Linked DNA regions of Mus musculus: all the other regions are linked to region 2. Evidence: chromatin contacts called from public ChIA-PET and capture Hi-C data. All regions are on one chromosome and are shown on one strand. Each heading gives the region's core, a stretch centred on a gene start, on an enhancer-like site or on the middle of the called end of the contact. The rest is flanking DNA. Distances are from core to core; before and after follow the strand shown. Region 1 overlaps Rabgef1 (RAB guanine nucleotide exchange factor (GEF) 1). Region 2 holds the start of Cct6a (chaperonin containing Tcp1, subunit 6a (zeta)). Region 3 holds the start of Tpst1 (protein-tyrosine sulfotransferase 1). Region 4 holds the start of Kctd7 (potassium channel tetramerisation domain containing 7).

Evidence for each region. ChIA-PET counts read pairs in DNA pulled down with a chosen protein or histone mark. Capture Hi-C pulls out chosen DNA fragments and counts their contacts.
Region 1: an RNA polymerase II ChIA-PET map of memory CD8 T cells shows a contact between it and region 2, with 11 read pairs. The contact joins the enhancer-like site here to the promoter of Cct6a in region 2. A contact is called at or near these places in 2 of 39 promoter capture datasets (the C10 cell line and the SN4741 cell line), 3 of 115 datasets of contacts at active chromatin or transcription factors (the 230-238 cell line, memory CD8 T cells and pancreatic cancer cells) and 2 of 9 other capture datasets (adipose tissue and liver).
Region 3: a contact with region 2 is called in an RNA polymerase II ChIA-PET map of memory CD8 T cells, with 176 read pairs. The contact joins the promoter of Tpst1 here to the promoter of Cct6a in region 2. A contact is called at or near these places in 1 of 15 datasets of contacts at CTCF or cohesin (the NIH/3T3 cell line), 1 of 484 Hi-C or Micro-C datasets (CD8 T cells), 5 of 115 datasets of contacts at active chromatin or transcription factors (bone marrow-derived macrophages, effector CD8 T cells, memory CD8 T cells and 2 more) and 2 of 9 other capture datasets (adipose tissue and liver).
Region 4: a capture Hi-C map of macrophages shows a contact between it and region 2, with 5 times the contacts expected there. The contact joins the promoter of Kctd7 here to the promoter of Cct6a in region 2. A contact is called at or near these places in 6 of 39 promoter capture datasets (the 3T3-L1 cell line, 3T3-L1-derived adipocytes, erythroid cells and 3 more), 5 of 484 Hi-C or Micro-C datasets (CD8 T cells, the G1E-ER4 cell line, cortical neurons and 1 more), 10 of 115 datasets of contacts at active chromatin or transcription factors (the 230-238 cell line, astrocytes, cardiomyocytes and 7 more) and 4 of 9 other capture datasets (adipose tissue, liver, macrophages and 1 more).

The regions. Positions count from the first base shown.
Region 1 is chr5:130,195,655-130,199,296 of GRCm38.p6, forward strand. Rabgef1 (RAB guanine nucleotide exchange factor (GEF) 1) reads left to right here. Exons shown (of 9, transcript NM_001199059.1): 4 at 2,296-2,462. Among named protein-coding and RNA genes, the nearest start is that of Tmem248, 25 kb to the right of the region's middle. Within about 2 kb of position 1,282, at least 35 of the 459 cell types and tissues checked have an H3K27ac peak or open chromatin away from gene starts, as enhancers often do. A contact at or near this core is called in memory CD8 T cells, where this site is marked.
Region 2 is chr5:129,785,046-129,788,994 of GRCm38.p6, forward strand. It overlaps Cct6a (chaperonin containing Tcp1, subunit 6a (zeta)), which reads left to right and starts at 2,311. Exons shown (of 13, transcript NM_009838.2): 1 at 2,311-2,530; 2 at 3,189-3,252. The coding sequence starts at 2,394. It overlaps Psph (phosphoserine phosphatase), which reads right to left and starts at 2,208. Exons shown (of 8, transcript NM_133900.4): 1 at 1,910-2,208.
Region 3 is chr5:130,077,366-130,080,851 of GRCm38.p6, forward strand. Tpst1 (protein-tyrosine sulfotransferase 1) reads left to right here and starts at 2,005. Exons shown (of 6, transcript NM_001130476.2): 1 at 2,005-2,296.
Region 4 is chr5:130,142,423-130,146,318 of GRCm38.p6, forward strand. Kctd7 (potassium channel tetramerisation domain containing 7) reads left to right here and starts at 2,461. Exons shown (of 4, transcript NM_172509.4): 1 at 2,461-2,804. The coding sequence starts at 2,661.

The DNA.
Region 1 (3,642 bases), core at 32-2,531, 410 kb after region 2:
TGGGTTTTAAATTTGTTGGTTATTGCTGAATTGTCCCCTTTTAAAGTTCTGATACTTGGGCTCTGGCCTGCACAGTGTAAGAAGCTTTTGTGTTCTTGTCAAGATCAAATTTCAGATTTTATTTTAGAGTTTCTTGTTGTGAAGAGACACCATGCCCAAGACAACTTTTTATGGTTTTGTTGATTATTACCTAAACTTCGAACTTAACTTTTGAATGGCATCTTCTTGTGCCATTCGTGTAGACGCACATGCAAACAAAGCACCCATATACATAAAACATAGAAGTAATTCCATAATCTGTCTGTCTGTCTGTCTATCTAGTGTGAGGTGTAGGATATGTTTCCATATGTAGAAATCAGAGTTTTGTTTTTTTTTTCCCTAAATAGCATGGTGTTAGGCTTGGTGGCCTATGCCTTTACTCCCAGAGACTAGGAGGTAGAATTAGGAGGTAGAAACAGGCAGATCTCTGTGAGTTTGAGACCATCCTCTATTGTACATAGTGAGGCCCTGTCTCAAAACAGACAAATAAAATTAAAGTGTGAGGTTGGTAGGCTTTAATACCTTTTGGTTTCTTTTTCCTGTGGGGTTGGTGGTGCACACTTGCTGAGGAAGCTGAGGTGGGAGGATCCTGTCTGGAAAGGAAAAACCAGACAAAATATCTCTATCTCTCTGTCTCTGTCTCCCCCACCCCCATGTGTGTGTGTGGGATAGACTCTTGCTATATATAGCTAAAGCTGGTGTCAGATGCACTGTGTAATCCAGGCTGACCTAGAACTTGATCCTCCTGCCTCAACCTCTTTAGTGCTAGAATTACAGGCATGTGCCAATGCACCCAGCTTGGATGCATTTTTACTGAGAGCAGTGTGACTTGCAAACTGAATGGTGGGGGAAATAAACTGGCCTTTTGTCTCTTTGTAGTGCTGTGTGTCACCTGCTGCCTTCCTGCTTCCATTGGTGGTTACGGTGACTTTTTGACTCAGCAAGAAAGTTGTTCAAGAAAGGGTTCTGTTTCACTATCAGTATTAGTGACTAAAAAATGCTAATAAGCTGTTTCTATTTGCTTTCTGTTAGTTTAGAAAAAATAAAAAAATTATTAGTTGGGTGTGTGTCTGTGGAGATAACATTAAACACTGTGGAGGTTTTTTTCTTCTACCTTTCTGTGGGTTCTACGGGTAAAATTCACATCTCTGGGCCTGTATGGCAAGCATTTCCCCTGTTGAGCCATCTTACTACCCATGGTTAGTTGGGGTTTATTTATTTATTTTTTATTTGAGGCGTTGGCACTGGTACTTTTCCACAGCACTCAGTAGTCATCTCTGAGGAACTGTGACTTCAGGGAGTACCAGGCCCCTTCACGTGCTGCCTGACAGTGAATTATCCTGCCTTCTTACATCGTTAACTACCTAATGCAGCTGTTGGGTTGGTAGCACAGATGTGAGAGTCTTTGTTAGTACTTGACTTGCTCTTTCTTTTTTTAAATTGTTTTTATTGGTTATTTTATTTATTTACATTTCAGATGTTATCCCCCTTCCCAGTTTCCCCTCTGAAAACCCCCTATCCCATCCACCCTCCCAGCCTTTTCTGTTTGTTAACGTATTTTCTGGGTCTCCTTTGTAGCTCTTTGGTCTGGAACTCGCTGAGAGATCTTCGTGCTTCTGCCTCTGCTAGGATTAGAGGTTGTTGACATCACACCCTGCCTTGTATTTGTGTTTTAAGAATTGTTATGCTGTAGTTCAGTTCTTGAGCAGAGAACATGGCAGAACTCCATTCTGTGTTTCCTCCCGGTGGATCTTAGGGATTAAAGTCAGCTCTCCAGGCTTGTATAAGAAGCTCTTTTACCTGTGGATCCACTGGTCATTCTGTAGATAAGGTTTCTGAGACAGGGTCTTGTGTAGCCCTCAAACTCACTGGGCAACTGAGAATGAATGACCTTTAACTGACCTGGATCTTCCTGCTCCTACTTCCCAAGTGCTGCGATTAGAGCTGTGCACAGCCTGCCTTGTTGACTCCTTGCTGGGGATAGAACCCAGGGATCCCTACAGGCCAGCAAGCACTACTCTACCAACCGAGCCACAGTTCAGCTCTGCTGAGCATGTTTTAGAACGTGCAGTTTTATTTACTTACACTTCCTATTTTTCCTTGCTTTAAGGAAACTCATCCAAATGTTTCAATATAAAGTGCTATTACTTTAATTTTGATTAAACATAATTTCAGTAATCTTGTTAGCTACATAGAGTAATTCCATACATCAGTCTTCTGGGTAACAAAACTTACTGTGTTTAATTTTCTCAGCAGAAATTCAGGAAGCCAAAGCTCCCAGTCCCTCCATAAACCGGCAAACCAGCATTGAGACGGACCGAGTGACTAAGGAGTTCATAGACTTTCTCAAGACCTTCCACAAGACAGGCCAAGAAGTCTATAAACAGACGAAGATGTTTTTGGAAGCAATGCCTTATAAAAGGGTAGGCTGACGCTACCACTTGGAAATAGGAGCTGTGGTTTAGGGAGGGTTAGGGAGAGCTGTAATCTTGTCATTTTACATCTGAGAGGAACAAGTGATAGTTACCTAAGACCGGCCTTTTAGCTCAGCTAACACCTGACTCCAAGCTAGTACTTTTCCACTGTGCCCTGGTCATCTCTGTGAAACTTCTGCAGCTAGAGGGACAGGCTGCCTCACTCGTTACCTGTGCTAGTGCAGCCTGCCTGCATAGACCTTTAGCTCAACTGTTTGGCCAGGAGCAGGAACTAGACTTGGTTCCTCATTGCTTGGATTTCTTTTTGTGTTTGGATCTTCCTTCTGTTCCTTATTCCTCAGTTAAGGCAAGGTCTCACTGTTATAGAGTTGGCTGGCCTGGAACTCACTATATATACCGGGCTGACCTGAACTCACAGAGATCCACCTTCGAGCTAAAGGTGTGGCCACCAAGCCTGTTGTCAATGCAGAGTTTTAGTATGCTTCTCTGTGTTTGTTTAGAGAAGGAAAGAGAGTGTAGAGGTGAAAGGAACCTTGGTGGCTACAGTTTCAGTCCCGTTGTTTTGTAGATGAAGGATGGTGAAAGGCAAACAAAACAGTGGTCTGGTTAGCTTGCTAGAGTTTTCAAAGTGAACCAGAGCTGTGGCTTCCACATGCCTCTCACTGTAGCCCAGGCTAGTCTTCAGCTCCCTGGTTCCTGCCTCAGCTGGCACAGTGCTAGGATTGTGGAAACACACCATCATGCCTGTAGGGGGTTATTTTGTGAGGTTTTGAGGTGGGGTCCCGGTCATGCTTGCCATATGGCTGAGACTGGCCTTCGACTTGAGACCCCCCCCCCCTCCCTGCCCCCTCCATAGCCTCTGGGATGCTGCTGCCATTTAGGGGTGTCATTTGCCACAATGCTCCATCACACCTGTGTCTTTAGTCCAAAGTTTCTTATCTGTAATTTTAGTTCTCATAATTCATAAAACTATTTGTGAAAGGAATCATTTTGTAAGAAAAACTGAAGTTTTTTCACTTCTACCATATTAAACTCAACTAGCTCTACCAGTGCCTTCTGTGAGGGGAAGAGAGCTTACAGAGAGGGGAGGGAACGGCGATCAACAAGCAGCTGCTGTGGCCATGCCCCCAAATGTTCTAAGATTCGGTGCTCCAAGAAAGGGCTTTCC
Region 2 (3,949 bases), core at 1,061-3,560:
TAGTTGTTGTAGGAGTAGACCAAAGCATGTGACAATCACATATCTCAAATGTATCTTACAGACATCTTCGCATATATGTTAAATGTCACAGAGATTTTTTTAGTTGCAAAATATCAGAATAAATTTGGCCCAATGGGAACTTGGTGAAATATATTATGATGCAGTCATTTAGTGAAATATGCCACTATTTAAAAACAAAAAACAAAAAAACAAGCCATGTGGTGGCGATCACCTTTAATCCTAGCACTCAGAAGGCTGAGGCGGGTTGACCTCTGAATTTGAGGCCTGTCTGGTCTACAGAGTGAGTTCCAGGACAAACAAGACTACACAGAGAAAACTAGAAGACAAAAAAAAAAAAAAAAAAAAAAAAAACCTAACAAAAACAGTTTAGCCAGATGTGGTGATGCTGTGATATTCTCTGTTGAGAATGACAGAGTCACTGGGACATAGTTCAGAAGTTAAGCTCCCGACCAAAAAGTGTAAGCTAGGTGTGGTGGTGTGTGCCTGTACTACCTGCATTTAGGAGGTAGGCAGATCGAGCCAGAGGCTCGTGGGTTAAGAGCACTGGCTGCTCTTCTAGAGGCCCTGCATATAACTCTCAACATCTAACATGGCAGCTCACAACTACAGCCCTATAGGATCTGATGCCCTCTTCTGGTAAGCAGATATACATGCAGACAGAACACCTATATACATTAGATAAACAAACAAACAAACAAGAGGTAGGTAGAGGCAGGAGGATCAGGAGTTCAAGGCTAGCCTTGTCTGCATAGTGAGACCCTGTCACAAAAACAAAACAAACCACAAACAAACAAAAAGCAGCTCCAATATATTCTTGGCTAATGTTTTAAGGACTTTTATATTAAGTAAACACGAGTCTTCTTCATGCCTCGTTATCATCTGCACAGCTTTTGTGGTTTTCAAACCTACAACTCCACTTGAAAACATTACACTAGCATACTTACTGCAGCCAGAAGAGCAGAGGTTTGGGAATAACTAAATGTCAGCCATGTGACTGGTTGTTTCTCTTTCCTTTTTAAATTTCCTGTATTCAGGACCTTTGTACCGGTTAAACCGGCACTCATCCTCTGAGCTACATACCCTATAGTTCTGTTTTCTTTAGACAGGGTCTTCCTATGTAGCCACGGCTGGCCTGGAACTTGCTATGCAGACCAGGCTGGCCTTGAACTCACAGAGATCTGCTTGCCTCCCGTGTTGTGACTATGCCTGGCTCTGTATAGTAGAAGAATAAGAATTTTTCTTTCCTATCAAAATGGCAAAGCCTTCAGTATATATAGCTCAGTGGAATACGTCCAATGGCATTACGAGTTGTCATCTGTGTGGAGAAGTGATTCATATTCATATACATGTTTAAAAATTCAGTACGTATCTATATGTTAAGTGCTCAACATACAGACAGGAAAAACACTTATACGCTTAATATTATTTTCTTTTTAAAAAAATGTTTAAAAGAATGCTTTCAAAGACTGGGCACCACTGTCCAGCCATTAGTTGTTAGTTTTTAGCAGGCTTAGTAGCTCATACCACTTTGGAAGTTGAAGCAGGACTGCTACGAGTTAGAATACCAGTCCGTGTTAGACAGTTCGTGGTCTAGCTGGGACATAGAATGAAACAAGGATTACTATTTGTTTCATTATTTTAAAAAAATTAAAACAAAATCCATTTTAGTTTTCAAGCTGCCTCAATGACCTGGGCCCTAAGAACAGACTGATCCTGAGTCTCCTCAACGCCCATCGCACCACTCCTAAAGCCATCTAGTACTTTCTACCTAGCGTAGTCCTCCCGTCAACCTCCGGGGTCTTAAAACGACCAGGGTACAGGGGAAGGCTCCATTTTCTGTGCTCCCCAATTTACGGATAAAACAGGCAAGGAAAAAAAAAAAATGAACCTGGGAAATCTCGCGAGAGTGTGAGGGAAGCATCCCGGAGTCCAGTAGCTAGAGACACCCTGCAACTAGAGGCCGACGCCTCTGCTTCCTGTCACACCCAGTCGAGTGCAGAGGCCGAAGCATCCCTCACACACGACCTGCAGGGCTTTTCCTGCACCGCGGAGCCGCGCAGCCTCCACGCTGCAAACTCTTAAAAGCGCCGAACCGTGACGCTGGGGGGCGAGCACAACGGAACCTTAAGATCCAGAGTGCCGATGACGGGAGAACCAGTTTCTCAGATGCGCAATGACGTCGCAACTGGGCGTGGTGGGCGGGTCTTAGAGAGACCAGCGTTGGATTAAGCCAATCAGCGGGCGGCAGGAGGGTCGCCACCCAATGGAGGTGCTCTGTGGGCACGCCGGGGGCGGGCCGGGTGCGTAAGACTTTTCGAGAAGACCCCGCAGAGAGCACGTTGTTCTCGGCCTCTCCCGGAGCTAGGCCAGCCATGGCGGCGGTAAAGACCCTAAATCCGAAGGCCGAGGTGGCCCGGGCCCAGGCAGCGCTGGCGGTGAACATCAGCGCGGCTCGGGGCCTGCAGGATGTTCTGAGGACCAACTTGGGGCCTAAGGGCACCATGAAGATGTAAGCCCGGGCTGGCGGGAGGGCGGGCCTGGCGGCTCGATGGCCGCAAACTCGAGTCGCTGCCTCCAGGCCTTCGCGCTAGCGTTTTCTTTCTCCCATGTCTGGGCTGCATCCCATCCAAACCCCCCGAATCCGCGCCTTTCGGGGTTGGCATTTGCACCTATTTCTTATAGAGGAAGAGAGTGGCGTGTGCAACCTTCCCGAACCCAGCCCCGGGCCCCGAGTTTACTGGGATGTAGGAGTAAAGTCCAAATTTCAGGGGATCTGTTTTTGTTACCTCGTTAGCTAGCAAATGAATAAAGTTCACTGAGACATAGCGCTTGGATTTTTTTTTAATTAGTCTTAATTCACTCTCTTTTCTCGCCTCTCGTATCCGTTCCTCAAATTGCGGTTGCTTTGGAGTCGTATATTTCATAGCCTCCTTTGGTTCCCTTTACACCTCATTCTTTTTTGTGGGAATTTTCTTTATGTATTTAGTTGAGATCGGGTCTGACTGATAAGTTACGGCTTGTCTGGAACTCCCTGTGATTCACTTGCCTTCAAGAGGGGATGGGGGATATACATTACCTCCCCTTGGCTGCTTTGTGGAATTCTTACTTGTTTTGTTTTAATTAGAAAAAGTCACATCCTTGCTCATCAATTCCTTCCCATTTGGCAGGCTTGTATCTGGTGCTGGAGACATCAAACTTACTAAAGATGGCAATGTGCTGCTTCATGAAATGGTAAGAGGCTGCCGGGCTGGGTTTAAAAAAAAATTTTTTTTTTTGACCTCTTGCTCCATTTGAGGTGAATAAAATTCTTCATCAGGTCATCATGTCTTTCAGGCAGAAATATAGGAAGTGCTTTAGTGGGTGAGGAACTCTGTCAAATGTGACACATGTGTTTGGATCCTTGGGTTTTTTGTTTGTTTTGGGGGGGTCTACTTTGTAGTCTGGGCTAAAATAAAAAATTGTATAAAAGAATATTGTTATCTCTACTTTAGCTAAATATTGTACCACATAGCTATAATCCCGGCACTCAGCCAGATCTCTTGAGTTCAAAACCAGGTAGAGCTACATAAGCATAGTGAGACCTTGTCTCAAAAACAGGGCAATGGGAAAGAAAACCAAAAAATAAATGCTCATCTTTCCACTCAACTGCAGGAGAAATGAAAATCTTACTTTTGTTTGTTTAAGATAAATCTCACTGTGCAGCCCTGCTTGGCCTCAAACTGGGATTAAAGCTATGCCTCTCACACCGGGCTGTCTTATAGTTATTATTTTTGTCCCAGGGATCATATTAAATTGACCCAACTACCCATTTCCCTCACTTTCAGGTCCTATAGTTCAAACCCTAGTAAAGGGGATGGCTTGAAATCCAAGCAAAATGTAGCCAGCAGTACTGTGCAGTCTTAGTGGAAGGCATTGAAAGAAGCCTGTC
Region 3 (3,486 bases), core at 755-3,254, 290 kb after region 2:
CAAGCTCTTTGCCACAGCCTTCTTGTTCCAAGATTCTCAGGAACTCAGTTTTGTACCTCTGAGTTTCCCATCTCCCCATCTCCCCATCCTTTTGCCATGCCAGATCCTGGAGTGATGATTTTTATAACAGTACCCCTTCCAGGTTTTTGGCTTGTCTTGTTTTCAGTGCCTGGAGATTAAACCCAGGCACCGAGTGAGCTGGACAAGGGCTGTACTGCTGAGTTATATGCCCAGCATCTCACTGGGATCCTAGGTAGCTGCTGTACTATTGAGTCACATCCCACACAGAAAGCATGAGTCTAGGCAAGAGACACCCCTCCTCCACCCCCCAGCCTTTTACTGTAGGAGTCTAGGCAAGTGCTCTACTGCAGAATCGCACCCCTGGCCAGTCACTGGGGGCTTCCAGAAAGATGTGAGTGATGTCCCCGGGCCCTAACTGTGGGGTGATAATAAATGACGTTTCCACAAACGTTTACGGATCCCTCAACTCTAGTCTCAGTAAATCTCTAAGACTGGACATCATTCTCTAGGTGGCACTTGCTCACAGGAGGATGACAGGCGTTTCAGATTTGGCTTCTAGGTCCCTGAGCCCATGCTATCTCCAGAACCCGTGCCAATAGAGTTGAAATTACTGCTTTGATGGAACCTGGCGGAGACATGCACGGGGATTGTAGGTGGGGAAGAGCGGTTTCCTCTCTCCCTCTCAATTCTCTCTCCCCTCTTCGTAGTTCTCCCTTCTCTCGTGGAATGGTTCTACTTATGTATGCCTGTGTGTATGTATGTATGTATGTATGTATGTATGTATGTATGTGTAACTCAGACTTGCCTCAAACTCAGTACATAGACAAGAGTGACCCTGAACTGCTGACCTCCTGGCTCCCCCTCCTAAGTCCTGAGATTGTGAGCATGCTCCCCACTTCCTTCTTTTTTTTTCTTTCCTCTGCAATAGAACTTCCTGCAGCACAGACGGGCCCCAGATTCACCCACCGTGAAGCTGAGGCTCAACTTCAATTCCAGGTGCTCATGCCAGAGACTGGCTTGTGCTGGGTTAATAAGCACGTGTCACTCTTTCTGGCTTCTATGGTGCTAAGTGACGCTCTGGGTCAGGCATTCTAGCAGCTGAGTTCCATCCCCAACCTTTCTTTTTTAAAAAATTTAAACTCCGAGACAGGATGTTGCTCTGCAGCCCAGATAGCTCTTGAATTCTGTCCTGCCTTGGCCTCTCGAGTCTCAGGATAATAGCTATGAATCACCTTGCCTGGCTTCAGGGCAGGGTGCAAAGGGAGGTTGAGAAAGGATTTTGTCCTGTAATACATTTTGGCCTGGAACTCACGAAGCAACCTAGAATGGTTTCAAACTCCTGGCAATCCTCCTGCCACAGCCCTCTGAGATATTATAGTGGTTAAGTCATCGCACCTTCTTTCATTTATACATCTTTATTTTCAGACAGGGACTCATGCTGTCCAGAGTGTCCTTAAACTCCCCCTTGTAGCCAAGGACGGCCTTGAAGTTCTGATCCTCTTGCCTTGTATGACCTCAGTATTGGGATTCGAGCTATGTACCACCATATCCAGTTGATGCTGGGGATGGAACCCAAGGCTTCACGCCTACTCTCCCGACTGAGCTCCATCCTCAGCCCTCACTAATACTTTTCTGTGGTACGGAATACTGTGCAAATTGACTTGTGTGCTTGACAGCTGCGTCAAGCAATGGCCAGGCAGTGCAGGGGACTTTTTAGGAACACTATTTTTTGTTTGTCCCTGCCCTGTTTCAGGGATGAAGGTCTTCTTGGACATGTGAGGGTCCCGGAACAAGTCCTGGCTCCCCTCCAGTTAGGCCACCGGCTCTGTTACTCCAGCCACAAACTGCCCGTGTAGGCAGCAGCAGGGTATAAGCCCTTTTTGCGAGTTCGACAAACGCTGGCCCCGGATGTCAGACCCCACCCCGCAGCTCCTGGCTGCCCCGCGGGCTCTCTCTCAAGCCCCGCCTCCCCCCGGAACCGACAAATCAGAGAGGCGGACACATCGCGCGGCCCGGCTGCGGGTAGCCTATGGCGGCGTGCGTGAGATCCCGCGGCCACGCGGCGGCGGGAGGCAGGAGCTGAGGCGGCGACCGCGGCCAGTCGCTGCTGAGGCGGCCGCGGGTGCGCTTCTCGGCGGGGCCGGGCAGGGCCGTCGCCTGGCGGTGAGGACGCGCTCCCGGGGCGGGCGCTATGGCCACCAACTAGGGCGGCCGGAGAAGCGGCCGAAGCCCAAGATGCCGGAGCGACGGCACGGCTGCGCCTCCGCCATCGTAGGTAAGCGGCGCCGCTCTCCGGGCGCCGAGCCCGGGACGCCTCCATCCTTCATCCCGCCTGCCCCTTCCCCCATCCCCCGGGCCGCCCGGCGCCTCCCGCTCCTTTCGCCTAGCAGTCCCGGTCGCTACTGCCATGTCTGCCCAGCAGGCATTCGGCTCTCCACTCACCGGATCCCGACTCACCTGCGCACGCACGCTCACTGTGATATCCCTAGCCTTGATGGAGACCGTCATCCCGTTTTTTTGAGGATTCCCCCACCCCCATCCCCATGAGACATCTCACTGTTTACCCCAGGCTGGCTATGAATTCAGAGTAACCCTTGCTGGCTTTGAACTCGATTTAGCCTGTAGCCCACATCGTCTTCGAACTCCCTGTGTATAGCCTAAGCTGGCCTCAAACTTAACTTTGTATCCCAGGCTGACCTCAGAATCACCATCTAGCCCAGGTTGGCCTCAGGTTCATCATGTAGATCAGGCTGGTGGTGGTCGTCTCGTCTCAACAAGGGATGACAGGCGTGGGCCACCGTGAGTCCCTTTTTCCATGTCAGTTGCTGACTCCCTTCATGGAATGGTGCATACCCTTTTAATTTGGAGACCCTTTTATATCCTGTTCACCTCCTCTGGCTTTAATCAGCCGCCACCTTTTCCTTTTCGTCCTCTCTTGACACTTGACACTTGGGACATTTACCATGCTCCTTATGCCAGTTCCATAATTATAATTATTACTATTAATATATATATATATAATGCATGCATGTATGTATGTGCACGATGCGTGCGCTTAAGTGCCTGAGGAGGCCAGAAGAGGGCGCTGGGTACCTGGGAGCTGGAGTTAGAGGTGGGTGGGAGTCACCGCGTGGGTACTGGCAATTGAACTCCAGTCCTCTGCAAGAGCAGCAAGTGCTCTAAATCCCTGAGCGCTGGACTCCAGCCACCCCGCACTCTCACATGAGTCAGGGCCACAAACTCGTTCTAGACTGGCCAGCGCTGACTATAGTCTTGAACTCAAAGCAGTTCTGCCTCAGCCTCCCAGTTGTTGGGATGACAAGTATGGACCACTATGCAAATTGAGTGCCGTGCTTTAAACAGCGCTGGAGACAAGCAGATAGCCCAGGGGTAAAGGCTTGTGCTGCCAAACCTGACTACCTGAGTTAGAGCCTGCAAACCCAGAACATGGTAGAAGGAGAGAAC
Region 4 (3,896 bases), core at 1,211-3,710, 360 kb after region 2:
AACTTAGAACCTCCTGTATTTAGCTCCAGCTCCAGGGGATCTGAGGCCCTCTTCTGGATGCCCTCACACACAAAACCCAGACTCACATCTCTGTCCTCATTTCGTCTCCTTCTTCTTTGTGTCAAAGTCCTGGTTGATTCCACACAGGCGAATCACTTGAGTATCTGCCTTAGCCTACCCCAGTTCCCTTCACCGCGGAAGGCAACAGAATGAATGACTGAGCCATCTTAACTGCCTCCTCTTGACAGTGTTCTGTTTCAGGGGCTTAGAAAGGCGTTCAGTTGCTGTTCAAAATCTGAAAGTCATCTTGGATTCTAGGACCAGCAGAGGCTCACAGAATAGACACCCACCCACCACTCCATAGGAAAAATTATCTGTGATACTGAGGCCGCACCTGGAGTAGGAATTATCCTAATCAGCTTGAAAGGATTTCTTTGGACCAACTTACAGAATCAAAACCAAGACAACCCACATCTTGACTAGTGCATAGCCTCTGCCTCAATCTGTCATCTACTTAAGCCTAAAGTTCATCTGATAATTGGCATGACCATTTCCTCTTCGCAGTGTGGGCCATGTTGATTAAATCTCTGATTTTCTCTTTTAAGTGGTTTATTGGGACAGGTAACAAAAGCCTATTGGAGCTGTGGAAAGATGCGGGGCTTCTTCTGAAGGAACCTCCCCCAACAGAGGTCACACAGTCGATGCGTGACTGAGACGTGCTGCATCAAATGGGTCATCTGACTAGCTGGGAAGAGCCTTCTGGGAGTGCCTGTTTCTGTCTGTGTCCTGGTGCAGAGGTGATGACGTTATCATGGAGAGGGTCATCTAGAATTGCGGGTATGGCTTCTTTTTCTCTGTCCAGTTGAAAGAATGACCAAGCAGGAAAGGCGAGGACTCGGCAGTCAGCCAAGCTTTATTGAAGTCACATACAGCAAAACACAGATTCCCTGCCAGGGGAGAAGATATTCAGAAATCCAGTTCAAAAGGAGGGCTTGAGCCTTTTGGTGGTGTACTCTCCATCCACTTATTTTTGAATGGCTAATTTAAACAAATAGGAGGCATCTGATAAAGCCACAGCTTTGCGCGTACGCATGTGTGGGCAGGTCAGATGGAGAAGAGGAGCCCTGTTTGGGAGTGGGGTTTTCTCTTTTCTCATCTGTGGTTATTTAATTTTTTTCATTTTTAGCGTTTGTTTTTAGCAGTCTCATGTAACCCAATTTGGACTCACAATGTTATGAAGCTGAAGCTGGCCTTGACTTCCAAGTACTGATATTGCAGCGTGAGTCACCATACTCAGTTCCGTTATTATTTATTATTATTATTTATTATACTAGAGACAAGAGTTGAATTCTCAGAAATCCTTCTAACCTCTCAAGTCGCTGCAATTAAAGGTATTTGCAACCAAGGTTTTCCTTCCTGTGTGAGTCCACGGAAAAAGCGCTAGCACAGCAGCCATGTCCTTGCCAGCCATTGGTGTTGCAGTGCTCAATTTCTATTACACAGCAGGTGCCCTCAGCCCTCCACAACACATCCTCAAGGACAGCCTGCTTAGGCCTTTTTTCACTGGCCCGCTGCTATGGAGACAAACCAGCCAGTCCTGGGCCCTTTCCCAGGACACATGGACCGGGATGATAAAGTGGAGTGGCCTGGAGCTTCGCGCCTGCTAGTCAGAAAGCCAATGAAAGCAGGACCACGGTGCTGCCCCTATGAGCGGGCTTCCTGCCAATCAGGGGCGGAGGCCAGCGAGGACACAGCCAATAGCAGGAGCAATTGGGTGGTCTGTCCTTTCGGGAACCGCGCCGGGGGACCAGCGCTGTCGTTGAACGTCGGAAGTGCAGAACGCGTGCCCTTTAGGTGGCCTATAAGAATGGGACTGATCGGCAAGCCGTTGTCAGTTGTCACTCTAGTTTGAGACCTCGATGGTTGGATCAGACCTTTAACCGTCATAGCGGAGCTAATCGGACACTGCCAGTAGTAGGAGGCGACCGGGTGAGGCCAGAGATGCTACCTGCGCTGTGGTTGCTATGCGCAGAGAGCCGCTTCCCTAGATAAGTGGCCTGGACCAAGGGAGGTAGCGCTCCCGTTAGTTAGATAGCCAATCAGAATGGAACAAACCCAACCAGACGTGTTTACCCTATAATTGGACAATGCTCTTGCCAATCATAGCAGGAGTTCATGAAACCTCGGCCAATAGCAAGAAGCGCCTGGTTCCGATTTGCAGCGCAGGGTCCACGCGGTGGTTGCTGATCGAGGTCGTCAGTGGGCGATCACCTCCCCTCGGCCAAACCCTGGAGCAGACAGGCGTCGCTCGCGCTTGTCAGCCAAGAGCCAATCAGAATTGGGTAGGCCTGTAGCCACTACGGCTTAAGGCCGAATTGTTTGTTCTGTGATTGGGCGAACCTCCTGACAATCAGGGCGGAGCCAGCGAAGATTCGGCCAATGGCTGGAGGCAGCCAGGTCAGACCAGCGACTAACTGTAGGCGCGTTGGTCGTTAGACTGTTGGAGGGCAGCACAGGACATCCTAACTGCTTGCAGGTCCTCGGCGTCTAGCGCCCGCCGGCGGCCCATCTCGTCATGTCAGGCACTGCTTGGCTTTAGTTCTTCAGGCCTCCGCCCACCCGCCTACCCGAAGCCGCGCCCACCGCCCAGAGCCAGAGGGATGGTGGTAGTCACCGGGCGGGAGCCAGACAGCCGTCACTCGGACGGTGCCATGTCCAGCTCCGAAGCCGAAGACGACTTCCTGGAGCCGGCCACTCCTACGGCCACGCAAGCGGGGCACGGGCTGCCCCTGCTGCCCCAGGAGGTACCTGGATCGAGCGATGGGGGAAGGGAGGGCTGATGGGAAGCGAGGGAGAGACTGGTGCTTGCAGAGCTGACCTTGGGCGGAGAGCCTCCCAAGGAGCTATCCACCCCTGATGCCACTCCTACACTAGGTGTATCCTCCCTGCCCCGAGTCACCTGCACTCCAAGTCCCTTCTTCCCGTACTACCAGATGTCAGTTCCATTCCTGTATTTCATGTCACCTTTATCAACTAGACGAGGACTCAACACATAGCATGTTCCATACAATCCAAAGGAGGACCTGGGTTATCCAGGTGTATCCTCCAGCTGCCGGGGGAGTGGCATTAGAAACTACCTGCAGTTAACCTATCTGGTGCCTTGGTATGATTTAAGAAAAGGACACACCTGAGTGGACCAATTCTCATCCAGGTGCCGTTATGCAGTGAACAATCTCCATTACCACATGGGGTAATTTTATTTGCTAGATGGACAAGAGTGAACGGTAGAGGATTTGGGGTCAAGAAAGCAGCGAGAGCAAGGACATGCAGGAGATAAATTCGGGAAATAGGAGGGCAATGGTGAGTTGAACTCAGAGCAGAGATGATGGAGGGATTAGGGGCTTCATTTATCAGTTGCTGTATTGTGCTATGGAGTGGCTTCGTTAGTAGCCCTTCCTGTGTGTGACACTTTGCACCTGAACTGACCCTGGAGATGGATAGGAAGATGAATACAGATGTAGAGATGGATAGGAAGATGGATACAGATGTGGAGACTCGACAATCTGAGGGGGCTGGCTTGAGTGAGGCTCTCCGGCAGCTGACAGTATTGTGGTAGGGTTAGAATCCCCGAATTGCCAGCATCGTGGGAAACTTGTGAACATAAGCAAAATTCTAGACATAACTCTGCAGTCAGGGAAAAGGGCCAACACGGCGGTGACACTTTTTTTTGTGCACTGTCATTGGGCAGAAGTTGTGGTTTGAGTGACAGGACACACAATCCCACAGACTGTAGGCCAGCTGTCCAGTCCCGGCCTCCTGTGAGTCACATCCCTCCCTGTGAGTTCTAGGACTCTTTTCCCTGACTTTTTTTGTTTCGCATATGGAGCAAAGAAGTA